Regions from separate parts of the Arachis hypogaea genome. Here region 1 is linked to region 2. A link is a contact called in public Hi-C data. All regions are on one chromosome and are shown on one strand. The core of a region is the stretch at or near the end of the contact, and the rest is flanking DNA. Distances in the headings are between cores, read along the strand shown. Region 1 has its middle 11 kb from the start of LOC112772367. Region 2 holds the start of LOC112771448 (probable xyloglucan glycosyltransferase 5).

Region 1 (6,817 bases), core at 2,045-4,544, 48 kb after region 2:
CTCTGTCATTTCTATCATTTGTTAGTTTTTTTTTTTTGGTGACTCTGTCATTTGTTAGTTTAACTGGCCTTAAAGTATTATGTAACCGATTAACTAATTTTATCTTCTATTGATTTAATTCTCGCCTCCATTAAAATTTTTAAATTCACTTTATTCCATCTCAGAACCCACAGTTTCCCTATAACAGATCATTTTTGGTTTGAAAAAGAAAAGAGCATCGAGAACCAAGCTTTTAAAGAACTATTCTATAGCCAGACATGCTCCCAAAATCGAGTCCTTTTTTCGTCACCTATTTCCATAGACAAGCTAGCAATCATCTTGTCCTTCACATGTGTTCCTTAATCTATAATTGACAAATATCCTTCCATGAACCTCTTCTAGCAGGTAGTGTCTGATTATACAACATCTTATTGGGATTCAGATTATTACATGAGCATGCCATCTTCTATAACGGACAATTCTCTTTAGAAAAACGTCACCACCACTTAAACAGAAGGCATGTGTTACGAATCGCTGCATCTTCGACCTCAGTCCACTTAATTTTTTTGGAGCTTGCACCACTTTCTACCTAATCAATGTCATACCATTCTTACCATCCTCCTTACTCTATAAAAATCTTCTCTGTAGTAAAATTAACTTCTTTGCAACAATCTTCGACATCTTATACAAACTTAAGTAGTGTAATGACAAACTATTTAACACAAATTTAATAAGAACTAATTTATCCGTTTTATTGAATACTTTAGCTTTTTATAAGTAGAATTTCTTCTCTACTTTGTCTATGATCGATTTTCAAATCTTCATCAACTTTAAATTTATTCTTAAAAAAATTCTAAGATATTTAATTGAATGAGTATTCTCTTTACACTCCAGCTAGCTACATAGACTCTGCACTATGTTTGCAATTAATCAGGATCAAATTAAACTGAATTTATAAAATTAATGTTTAGTCCTGACATCACGTTAAAATATTGCAAAAGGCTCTTGTAATTCTTTATGATCACCTCTTCATATGAGTAAAATAATATAATAATTTTATTGTAGTTGTATTTTAGAATTACTAGACCGCGTTGAATCAAATGGTGGGTCCCATTTTAAATGGTCCAAATTTATAAATATCAATAAGTGACATTTAAGTTAATTTGTTATGTTAATAAATTTATTTAATTTTTTGTTTGATCCTTTTAATAACAAAAATAGATTGACTAAAAAATTAGCTATGATTTGTATATCCAAATTAAAATAAATTGAAATAAAAAATTATACTAAGAAGAAAAGACTCTGTTTAAAGCTACTAATTCAAATATAAAAATAGTCAATTATTTATATTTGTAATTAAATTAAATGTTAAAATTATAATTTCAGTAATTATTAGAAAATTTGTGTTTTAATAAAAATTAAAAATCTATTATAAAGTCAAAAATTCCATTTTGGTTTTAATTAAGTGTTAATTATAATTTTTTAATTAAAATTAAGGTATTATTTCATTTCAAATACACTTTTTTAATTATAATTTCTGAATCAAATAACCTAATGTGTTTTCTTTCCTTCATAATTAACAAACATAATTAGAAGTAAGTGAATACAAATTTTTTATAAACCGGTTTGTTTATAAAACTGACCCAACCAAGTTTAATTTACAATGATCCAATTACAATGGTATAATTAATTATTTTTGTTAGACCACTCTTTTCTTTCAGTCAATAAGAGAGTAATCATGTCCACATGATCTGTGTACCAAAGTGCATCTAAGAGAACCCAAGAACATTTATATAGACGAGAGAAATAACAAACTGAATTAACTCCCATAATCACATATAACCGAATTTTTATAAGTGTCTTAACTAACTATATAACTAATTTATCTGAAATAAAGTAGTTGTTTTTTATTTCTGATATTTTTACAGCCCCTCAAGCTAGCTCAAGGAAGCTCTAGAGAAGACTATGAGTTTGTCCCTAAACACATCAAAGTTTGCTTGTGCCAAATACTATCTTAGAATATCTGCTCAGTGTCATCAAGATAAACAAGAATATAAATAGCAGTAAATCTAACAAAAAGGAAGTTGTCATTTATAAATCCAAAAGCAAAAAAGGTTGTTGGGATAAGGCCTAGTTTAGCTTACAAGCCAAGTTAGAATTAGAGTCATGGAAACAAGGTTGTTGAATTATGAAAACATGTTCATTAAAAAAAACCATGTCTACTCTTTTTCTTTTAATGTATTTTTTTTTGTTTGAATTTTTTTTGGATAAAATATACTTTTTGTCCCTAAAATTTGGCAAAAGTTTCAAAAATACTCCTAAGTTTTATTTAGTTTTAATTTTGTCCTAAAAATTTTTGAAAAATTTTCAAAAAATTTAAGACCAATCTAACAATAATGCATGAAAATTATGCTTGATTTGCTTGTGTTAAGGGTTATTTTTATGACATTGTTGTTGAATTGGTCTTCAATTTTTTGAAAAATTATCCGTTTGAGGTATATGTGATGCAAATCGAAAACTTTTGAAACAAAATTGAAACAAAATAAAATTTAGAAGTATTTTAAAAACTTTTGTCTTTAAAATAAAAAGTATACTTTATCTTTCTTTTTTTTTTGGTGGCTAGAAGTCCAAAGAAAAATTACAACTCTTAGATAATATTGAGATTTTAGTTTAATAGTTAAATATGTTACTTTTTAATATGTTGCATCTGGATTCAAATTTTAGGGGTGGCCAAATAGTAGATAAAATCTTTAAATGCGTGTATGAGTGTGTGATGCTTAGGATTGGAAGATATCCAATCTATCGGACCAAAAAAAAAAAAAAACACAGAATAATATAACCCCTCTTATATCATCATTTAGTATCTTGGAAACGAATCCTCTCAAATTTTTATTTCACTTAAAAGGATAAAGTATAATATTTCATCATATATAGAATTAAATATCACACTTTACACTTTACTCTCTCAATTAAAGAAATTGAAAGGATCTATTCTCTTCGTACATTTGGGGGAGAATCTAAAAAATGGAAACTAAGATATGCTAATAGAATTCTTCTTCTAATTTTGAAACAAGCAGAAAAAGAGATCACTAAAATGGGCCGAATGATTTTTGTCCACTGCCAACAGTATTTATTGGACTATAGATTTATGTTGGGCCGTGAGCAGTGAATAGAATTTTTATGAACCCGTAAAAAACCTGTCCAGAAAAACATAACAGGAAAAAAACGATGAGGGAAAACGAAATAGACAAATTCATTGGACCAAAAATATGGTGTCACATAAGTTAGGTAAAACAATTTGACCGTAAAGATCATGACCAAAAAAAAAAAAAAATTGACCGTAAAGATGTGCAATATCATGCAATATATATATATATATGCTAGTTCCAAGGTTAGAACCCATAATAAAATCATTACCAAAAAAATAAATAAATAATAAAATTATTATCTTGATAAATTGTGGGGTGCTATAGAAATGGTGCTTTTCTTTGCTTTCTAGAGAAAAAAAAAAAGCAGCTTTCTTAAATACAAAGAAAAAAAAATATTTTTTACATATTCTTATAAATTTTATAAAATAAAAAGTTTCTTCAACTTTTTCTTAAAGACTAAACAGAGTAACTCTTTATTAAAATAAACTTTTATCTTTTTTCACTCTAAATAAACAAAATATCAAATTGTAAAAGCATCTTTTGAATAATGAGAATCAAACCACCCAAAGTCATATAAAGAAAATAATAGAACAAGATCAACGAAGTTTGTGTACTAATAACAAAGTTATTTGGATAGTTATTAGAATTAAATCGGTAATTGACTTAATTAGAGTACTAATATTGGATTACTAGTTTAATTGCTGAGTTATTAGTTGAATCATTTACTTGGATATAATTATATTATTTTATTTTTTTTATAATAAGTATTTTTTTAATTTTATTTTTGTATTAACTTAACTTTTATTTTTTAATTTTAATAATTTATTAATTAATTTATGTCTATTATATGCTTCAAATATTTATTAAAAAATATAATATAATTATAAAAAATATATTCTGATTAATAAAAATATTTTTGTCCTCTTTCTTAATTTATAAATATTTCATAAAATTTAATGTTTGTTTCAAAAATTATATATAATCAAAATATTATTAATTTGAGAAAAGGTGAGTCGAAAACTAAAATCAACATTAAAATGAACAAGTATAAACAATTTTATCAAAGATATTATATCATGTATATTAATTAGCACATAATAACACAACAAATAAGTTAGTCTAATAGTTCAAGTAATTTATGTTGGAATAAATAATTTTATTAACCCAGATCATTCATATTAAATCACAAAAAATATATTATAATACGAAAGGGTACCTTTACTCAGAAAAGTCAAAAATTGATGGAAGGATTTGGATTTTGTGGTTCTTTCGATCTTCCTCAACTAAAGCCTTCTGTATTCCTGAGTGGCTGAATTGCAACTCTTCTGATGGAGAAAGAGCACAAAGGCGACTTTGGTATGTTGGAGACCGAAACCCTGAAGGCACTATTTATATTTGAGCATGACACCCATTAAATCCTAAAACCCAAATAAAATAGTATCTAAAGTCCAAAAGATAATATATCCAAAATCCAAAAGATAATTATCTAAGGAACAAAAGATAATATCTGGTTTTATTCTCATTTAATTCAAAATTAAAAGTAATTATGACTTATTCAATTTAGCATTTATAACAATAAATGAGATCACTATTATATAAGTTATTTAATTTGAAATAGCATAATTTGTGATTATAATTAATATATGTATTGCCCACAAACAAATTAGGAAATTAAAATAATTTTCTAACAATCTCCCACTTGGGCTATACATATATTCTTTCTTGACATAATCACATCTTATAAACTTTATGCGCGCATCTGAATGCTATTTCTCTCATTACTTTAACAATCTGGTCCGTCTCATATATTAGATATGGAATCACCGCAACTTTTATCACATTAAATGTCGTGACTAAACCACGACAATCACCATACTAATATACTTAACGACATAGATCAAATTTAGATGAGTAATATGAAAATTACATGCCAAGTGATCTCATGCATGTCTACTTCTAGCTAGTCCAACTTTAAAACTTTATTAAGATCAAACACAATACAAATATTGTAAAATGAACATTTCACATAACATAAAATAAACCATCAACTTAATTCTACAGAAAAATAATTCAATATCTGTCATAGGACATATAGCATAAAATAAACTCCCACTAAACCAAGGCATCACAAATATTGACACCCATTCGAGCAGTGTGCTCATGAAAGACTTTAGGGATCAATCCCTTGGTTAATGGGTCTGCTAGCATATATTCTGTTCCTATATGTTCTATGAAAATCTGTTTTTTACTTTTTCTTAAACTTTCTCCATGACAACTAAGAAGTTGATGTCTGTATGCTTCGATTTTGTCAAGCTCTTATTGTTGTTGGAGTATAGTACTGCTGACTTATTATCACAAAATATCTTTAATAACCTTTCGATGTCATCTATTATACGAAGCTCAGTGACAATGTTTCGCAACCATATGCCATGAAATCGGAATCAGAGTACCCAATGATCTCCAAATTTTCTGATCTCCGATAAGTAAGCATGTAATCCTTTGTTCTCTTTAGATAATGCATTATGCGTTTAACAACTATCCAATGATCTATGCGCGGATTGCTCAAGTATCTACCTAACATTCCCACTATAAATAATATATCAGAATGTGTGCAGACTTGAGCATATATTAAATTCCCTAGTGCTGATGCATAAGGTTTATCATGCATTACTGTCTTCTCAAGATCATTTTTAGGGCATTGCTTGAGACTGAATTTGTCTCTTTTAACTACGGGTGTGTCCATTGGTCTATAACTTTCATGCCATATCTACTTAAAATCTTTTCAATATAGTTCTTTTGAGATAATCCAAGAATACCTTGAGAGCGATCTCTTAGTATCTCGATTCCTAATACAAAAGAGGTATCACCAAGATCTTTCATTTCAAATTTGTTCGGTAGAAATTTTTTAGTTTTATGCGACAAGCCTATATCGTTACTGGAAAGTAGAATGTCATCAATATATAAGACCAAAATATGTATTTACTCCCACTGAACTTCCAGTATACACATTTATCTATAATATTTACCTCAAAACCGTATGAGGTAATGACTTGATTAAACTTGTGATGCCATTGACGGGAAGCTTGTTTGAGACCATAGATGAATTTTTTCCTTTATCTGTTGGATCTCTTTAATGACACTTCTTGAGATTGTTAAGCTTGCTATATAGGTTGTGGTTGAGGAGGAATCTCATCATTTTCCTGTATTGTAGCAGTATCTTGAGCAACAACAATATTCTCATTGTTCTCTTGTACTGTAACTAGATCTATAGTAGGATTATCATTGTGCTCTTGTACTATAACTGTATCTTGAACAATAATAGGCACAAGGACCTGATCATTGTCAGTTACAGAATCCTCATCAAAAGCAACATTCCTAATATTTTCTTCCCCCCAAACTCAACATCCTCAAGAAATCTCGCATTTCCCGTTTCAAACATAGACCTTGATGCAAGATTGTAAAACTTGTACTCCTGTAAACGCTCAACGTAACCAACAAAATAGCAACTAATTGTCATTGAGTCCAATTTTCTTTCATGCAGCCTATAAGGTCGCGTCTCAACTGGACATCCCCAAATATGCAAATGCTTTATACTAGACCTTTTTCCAGTCTAAATTTCATATGGCATTTTGTTAATTGCTTTGCTTGGCACCCTATTAAGGATGTACACTGCGGTCTTTAAGGCTTCT
Region 2 (6,684 bases), core at 3,143-5,642:
CAGGTCATTTTTTATAAAATTGTAAGGGTATTTCTGAAATACAGTAAGTATTTTAAAATTGTAAAGATATTTCTGAAGCAAAAAAATTTTGAAAGTGTAAAGGTATTTTTGAATTAGACAATATACACAAAAATATCTGATACCAAGTGCTATTTCTCATGAAATTCTAGAAATATTTATGAAACACAAGAATTTGGTATCTTGGATTATACAGTATGCACAAAGACATCTAATATTGACACATAATTTTACATGCCCATTTGATTTATTATTAACTGATCATTTTTAAAAATTATTTTTTTCTAATAAATATAAAAAAAAACAATTTAAAATATTTCAAATTCAGACGAAAAAACAAAAGAAAATACACATGTTTCTGTTTTAACGTATTCATCTTCTTTTTACAACAAAATACTCTCTTTTCTATAATCAAATCATACTTACTCATATTTTTTTTATGATAAATTAAAATCACTTGTTGAGAAATTAGATAAAAAAAATAATTAAAGTTGAATTAATATTATTTGTTAAGTAATCATGCAGTATTTTTTGAATATTTGAATTGGCTTGTTTTTATTATTAAGCGAACGAGTGAGCTAACCACTCTATCAACCCAAGTTGATTATCTAATATTTTTGTTGTTAGTTTCATTTTCAGCAGAACCAACAAGTTTCAGGCTTTCAGCCCAACTAGCTGCATCAGAAAGTGGGTTGAACTTTATGCCAACACCAAACCTCACAAAGCCATGGTTTTTTTTTGGTCAAGAACTGTCAATGGTTTAAATTTGTCCAAACCAACACCTTCAAGTGCTGGCCCAAAGTCACAAGCTGCAAATTCAAGTAAAGGGAAGGTCACGTGCATTGGACAACTCAGGTACAGCATATTAAAAAGCATACGGTTTAACCAGTTGAATTAGGCTTCAGCTGCAAAAAAAAAAAAAAAAAAGGGTCACAAATAGTGGGGGCGTGAACTTCTACTACAATTAAGAGTGGTGGGACCGTGGGAGAGTGTGGGACATCAAAAAAATACCAAGACAATAAGGAGACCTGCTACAATCAAATAGATGATTGTTTTATACTTCAGCTTGGAGACAATATAATGAAATATTTTTGTGTATTATTTTTTTATATTTATAGTAACTGAACTGATATAAAATTAAAACTTTCAATAAATACAATATTTAAAATGAGGCTAATATTAATAGAAACAGATGGTATCACTTTAAATAAAAAGGCAATTAAATACTGCCACTAGTATAATTTATTAAATAAAATAATTAAAAATGATATAAAATTTAAATTAAACTCAGACTAAATATTAGAGTTATAAATTTTATATTGAGTTTTAAATTAATTTTTATGATATATAGTTCTATAAATACTTATGTGGTATTGTCTGATGGAGATAAAAAATGATAAAAAATATTTTATATATTTTAAAATTTGAGGAAGTACAATATTTGATTTGAAAATTTTTAATTTGGATAATTACTCTAAATACAAAAGTTTATTTATCTTGTGCCTTGAAAACACATGTCAAGATTATAAATTAATTTTTTATTAAAAATATAAGTTTTTAATACATTTTATTTTGTATTATGGGTGTTCATAAACTGGTGGTAAGTACACCCGAATTTAGTCCTAAAAAGGTATTGGGTATATTTTGATTCGACTTCGAAAGTGACCCAAAATAAATCTTGTTAAACCGGATCAATTCGATATAAAATTAGTATATACAAATTTGTAAATTTTATATATTAAATTAAAGTAGCCAATGAGCAATAACTCAAATGGCATAGACTCCCCATACTCAATTAAGAGGTTGCTGGTTCGGGTCTCCTATCTTTCCAAATTTTGCCGGCCAATGAGTAATAGCTCAAATGGCATAGTCTCTCCATACTCAATTAAGAGGTTGCGGGTTCGAGTCTCCTATCTTTGGTAAAACAAAAATTAAAGTAATAAAATTTTATTTTTAAAATTAAATTTAACAAATGTTATATCATATTTATATCAAAATAAATAATTTTAAAATAAAAATAATACTGTATAACATACAAAAATAATTGTAATATAAAACTATAATATAACTATTAATTTCACTCTAAACTATATATATTTTAATTGTAAAAAATAACTTCAAACTTAGTGACTCGAAGTATAATCCAAATTCCACGCAAAAATAACAGTAGAAATTACATACCATACCCTAATTTTGTATTTATTAAAAGAAAAATTTAAAATCTTTCACTAATAAGAATAACAAGTCTATGGTGTGCTTATGTGACAACTGTTTCTTATTCTGTTATTGTGGAAGGACAACCTTATGGTTTCTTCAAATCAAATAGAGGTATTCGACAAGGAGATCCTCTATCTCCCTATCTTTTTCTTTTCTGTGCAGAAGGTCTCTCCTTCTTACTACACAAGACAAAACAAAACAGACTAATTCATGGTCTTCAGATACATAGACGATGTCCCAATGTCAACCACCTCCTCTTTGCTGATGATTCCATCTTATTCTGTAAGGCTAATCCTGAATCATGTTCAAATATCCTGCATTTATTGAATTCTTATGAAAGCATCAGTTGCCAGAGGGTAAATCTTAATAAATCTGCTGTATTCTTTAGCTACAACACTCCCTCCACTACTCGTACACTACTGGCTAACTCTATGAATATTAATCATATTGGGCTCAGGATAAATACCTTGGTTTGCCTTCTACAGTCTCTAAATCGAAAAAGGCTTCTTTTAGTATGATCAAAGAAAATGTTCGGAAAAGAATCCAATGGTGGAAGCGCAATCTTCTATCGTCAAGTGGTAAACACGTATTGCTTAAGACAGTGGGAGAAGCTATTCCTATTTATACATTGTCTTGCTTCAAGTTGCCTGATGGTTTAATTTCGGAAATTCACTCTCTACTTTCTCAGTTCTGGTGGGGACAAAAAGGTTCTGAAAGGCGGATGGCTTGGATTAGATGGGACACTATGACTCGCCCACGAAAAGAAGGAGGCATTGGATTTAAAGATCTCAGAATCCAAAATCTGGCGCTTTTAGGCAAACAGTTTTGGCGACTTGTAACACATCCTATTTCCTTATTATCCAAAATCCTAAGAGGTAAATACTTTAGCAATGGTAATGCTATAACGGCAGAAATTGGAGTCTTACCTTCTTGGGGATGGAGGAGCATACTGGAAGGCCAAAAGATTGTTGAAAAAGGTCTTAATTGGGCTGTGGGTACTGGAGAGAATATCTGAACCTTTGAGGATCCTTGGCTGCCTCCTCCGTATCATTTAATGATTTCTGACATGCCAAATAGACAAGCTATTTCTGAGTTGGTTCCAAGAGTTAAAGATCTAATTACTGAAGATAGGAATTGGAATGAGAATCTTATTCAAGAATTATTTTCCCAAAACATTGCAAACAAGATTTTGTCAATTAAAATTCAGCAGAGTAGGGACAAATTGCAATGGGATTTGAACAAATCCAAACAATATGATACAGCTTCAGGTTACAGAATTGGCTATTTATTTTACCATCCACCTCTGGAGCTTTGCCCTAATTATATGCAACAAAAAAGCCGTGGATTGATCTATGGAAGTTGAACTTGCCTCACAAAATAAGCTATTTATCTGGAAAGCTCTCCATGGCCTGCTCCCGGTGCTTGCTCAGATTCATCACCGCATCCCATCTATATCACCAATATGCCCCTGCTGTCATGAAGCAACCGAAACAGTCACTGATTGTTTGATCGATTGCTCTAGAATTAAAGATGTATAGTCTCAGAGTTATCTTCGTGACTGTCTTCCTCCTCAGAGTCCTAACGACTTTTGGACATGGTGGATTGCATCAACAGAGATGCTTAACCCGTTGAAGAATGCTGACCGTAATCTTCAATTGCTTGCCATCATTTGCTGGAACTGCTGGAAAGCTCGCAATCAGTTGATTTTTGAAGGTTCTACTTCAATGCCGTCTGCCATTCTAGCAAGCTCTGTCAAGTTGCTCCGTAAAATCCAAAAAACTCCCAGTTTAGGTCGTCATCTCCATGAGGCAAGCTCTTAGTTGCATTCAATTTGATTTATCATTTTTTCTTCTTTAAGATTTTTTTCGTATTTCGACCACGTACCGTTGGATGAATACCTTCAGTGTAATGTTTTTGGGAAATCCCCATCTTTCATTATACTGTCTTACTTTTGGACATCTTTGTATTTCATTTTTCAATAATTAATGAAATATAACCTACTATCTTTGGAAAAAAAAGTAATTAGTATAAAATATATATTAAAATATAAATACACATTTAAAATAAATTAAACTAAACATGTATTTCTACACAAATACGTGGGTGGCTTTTATACTTTTCCATATATATATATATACACGTTAATTTCAGACTTTTGAGTGTTTCCCCAAAAAAGACCTTCAGTGTTTCAGTGCTTACAGCTACAGAGATACCTTCCCTCAAAATGTGGCTTTCTCATGTTAGGATTTCTTCGCTTCCTTCACAGTACAAAACACCTTCAAATGCTGAATGAACAACAAGAGCCTTCAACATCAATGCTCCAATAACAGCTTTGGAGCTTTGTCTCTTTTTGTTTTAGATCTGATCCTTTACTCTTTATCAAATGAATGTGTTGTTGTAGTGTACTATACAAGTGATTGATGAAGTAAGTTATTGCTTTGTGCATATAAGGTGTTTGTGTTTTGGTCTGTTTGAGAGTTCAAGTGCTTTTATAGCTATGGCTCCAAGATTGGATTTTCCCAATTGGTGGAGTAAGGACACACATGATAAAGGAACAACAACAACACCAGTGGTGGTGAAAATTGAGAATCCCACTTTCTCTGTTGTGGAGATTAATGGTGCAGATGCTGCATTCCGGCCGGTGGAGAAGAGCCGCGGCAAGAATGCGAAACAAGTCACATGGGTTCTGCTTCTCAAGGCTCACCGTGCCGTCGGCTGCATTGCTTGGCTTGCCAGTGTAATGTGGACATTGCTTGGAGCCATCAAGAAGAGGATAGTTCATGGACAGGGTGTTGCTATGGAGGGTGAGAGTGACAAGTTGGAGAGAGGGAAGTTGTTGTTTAGAGTCATTAGAGTGTTCTTGGTTGTTTCATTGGCTGTTCTTGCATTTGAGATTGTTGCTTACCTTCAAGGATGGCAATTCAGGAACCCAAATTTGCATATTCTTCCGAATGCCTTGGATTTCGAGGGGTTACTTCACATGGCGTATGTTGGTTGGCTGAGGTTTCGTGTTGAATACATCGCGCCGCCTGTACAAGCACTCTCGAAGTTCTGTGTTGTTTTGTTTCTTATCCAATCCGTGGACCGTATGGTTCTTTGCATGGGATGCTTTTGGATTAGATACAAGAAGGTTAAGCCAAGGTTTGCTGGGGATCCCTTCAAGGTTGATGATGTTGAAGGATCTGCAAGCCATTACCCTATGGTTCTGATTCAGATTCCAATGTGTAATGAGAGAGAGGTATGACCCCAAGTTTGCTTCACTCCATTTGAAGCTTATTTGTTAACTAAGTTTTTATTACTTATGCTAGCAGAAAACTATTCCTTCCATTCCCTTATATTAATTTGGCTATCAGATACATTGATCAAATGATGCACTAAATTTTCATAGTGACAGATAAAAGATTCAGATTACCTTTTATGCATTGTCTTAGAAAATTGCTCATGAAATAACAAAAAAAAAAAAACAAATAAATAAATAAATAAAGAAGTAGAAAAGAAGGAGGATATACATTATATGTTAAAATTTCTCATATAGAAGTTAGGAATTGTATGCCACCTTCTAGAACTGAAAGCATTGATGTTTTCCTGCAGTGATAAAGCTTGATGAACAATATTGGGTAATGAGTTTCCTACTATTGATTTCTGTAATGCACAGCAAGTTTGAATAGATAATATTAAGTTTTTGCCTTGACTACAACTGGAGGAGTTTCCACAAGAAGTTTTAAACAATTGTTGACAAACTTGAAATTTCAATGGATTAAAATTTATTTTATCAGCTTTGTCTGCACTGGCTTTATGCAGGTGTATGAGCAGTCTATTTCAGCGGTCTGCCAAATTGATTGGCCTAGGGATTGTTTACTGATTCAAGTACTCGATGATTCTGATGATGAAAGCATACAGTGCTTAATTAAGACCGAGGTCTCCAAATGGAGTCTAAAGGGAGTCAACATAATCTATAGGCATCGGTTAAACAGGACTGGATATAAAGCTGGGAATCTCAAATCTGCAATGAGCTGCGACTATGTGAAAGGCTACGAGTTTGTTGCAATTTTCGATGCAGACTTTCAACCAAATCCTGATTTTCTTAAACAAACTGTGCCACATTTCAAGGTTAAGAGAAGAGAATGAATCAGGCTCAGTAACAAATTAATGAATATTGCTAAAAGCATGCTTTATATATGTTAGTATCTCTATATGCTTTCTGTTGCAGGACAATCCTGAACTAGGTTTGGTCCAAGCTAGATGGTCTTTTGTGAACAAGGATGAGAACTTGTTGACTCGTCTCCAAAACATTAACTTATGCTTCCACTTCGAGGTAGAACAACAGGTCAATGGACTATTTCTCAATTTTTTTGGTTTTAATGGAACTGCTGGTGTTTGGAGGATCAAAGCCCTTGAAGAATCTGGAGGCTGGCTTGAGAGGACAACGGTAGAAGATATGGACATTGC

The links. A called contact is a pair of places that touch in the nucleus more often than the background predicts.
Region 1: a contact with region 2 is called in a Hi-C map of an unstated tissue, with 4 times the contacts expected there. The contact joins the enhancer-like site here to the promoter of LOC112771448 in region 2. A contact is called at or near these places in 2 of 8 Hi-C or Micro-C datasets (leaf and an unstated tissue).

What each region holds. Positions count from the first base shown.
Region 1 is chr18:126,533,452-126,540,268 of arahy.Tifrunner.gnm2.J5K5, forward strand. No RefSeq gene overlaps it. Among protein-coding and RNA genes, the nearest start is that of LOC112772367, 11 kb to the left of the region's middle. Within about 2 kb of position 3,295, at least 2 of the 3 cell types and tissues checked have open chromatin away from gene starts, as enhancers often do.
Region 2 is chr18:126,483,923-126,490,606 of arahy.Tifrunner.gnm2.J5K5, forward strand. It overlaps LOC112771448 (probable xyloglucan glycosyltransferase 5), which reads left to right and starts at 4,393. Exons shown (of 5, transcript XM_025816202.3): 1 at 4,393-5,473; 2 at 6,037-6,345; 3 at 6,446-6,684. The coding sequence starts at 4,733.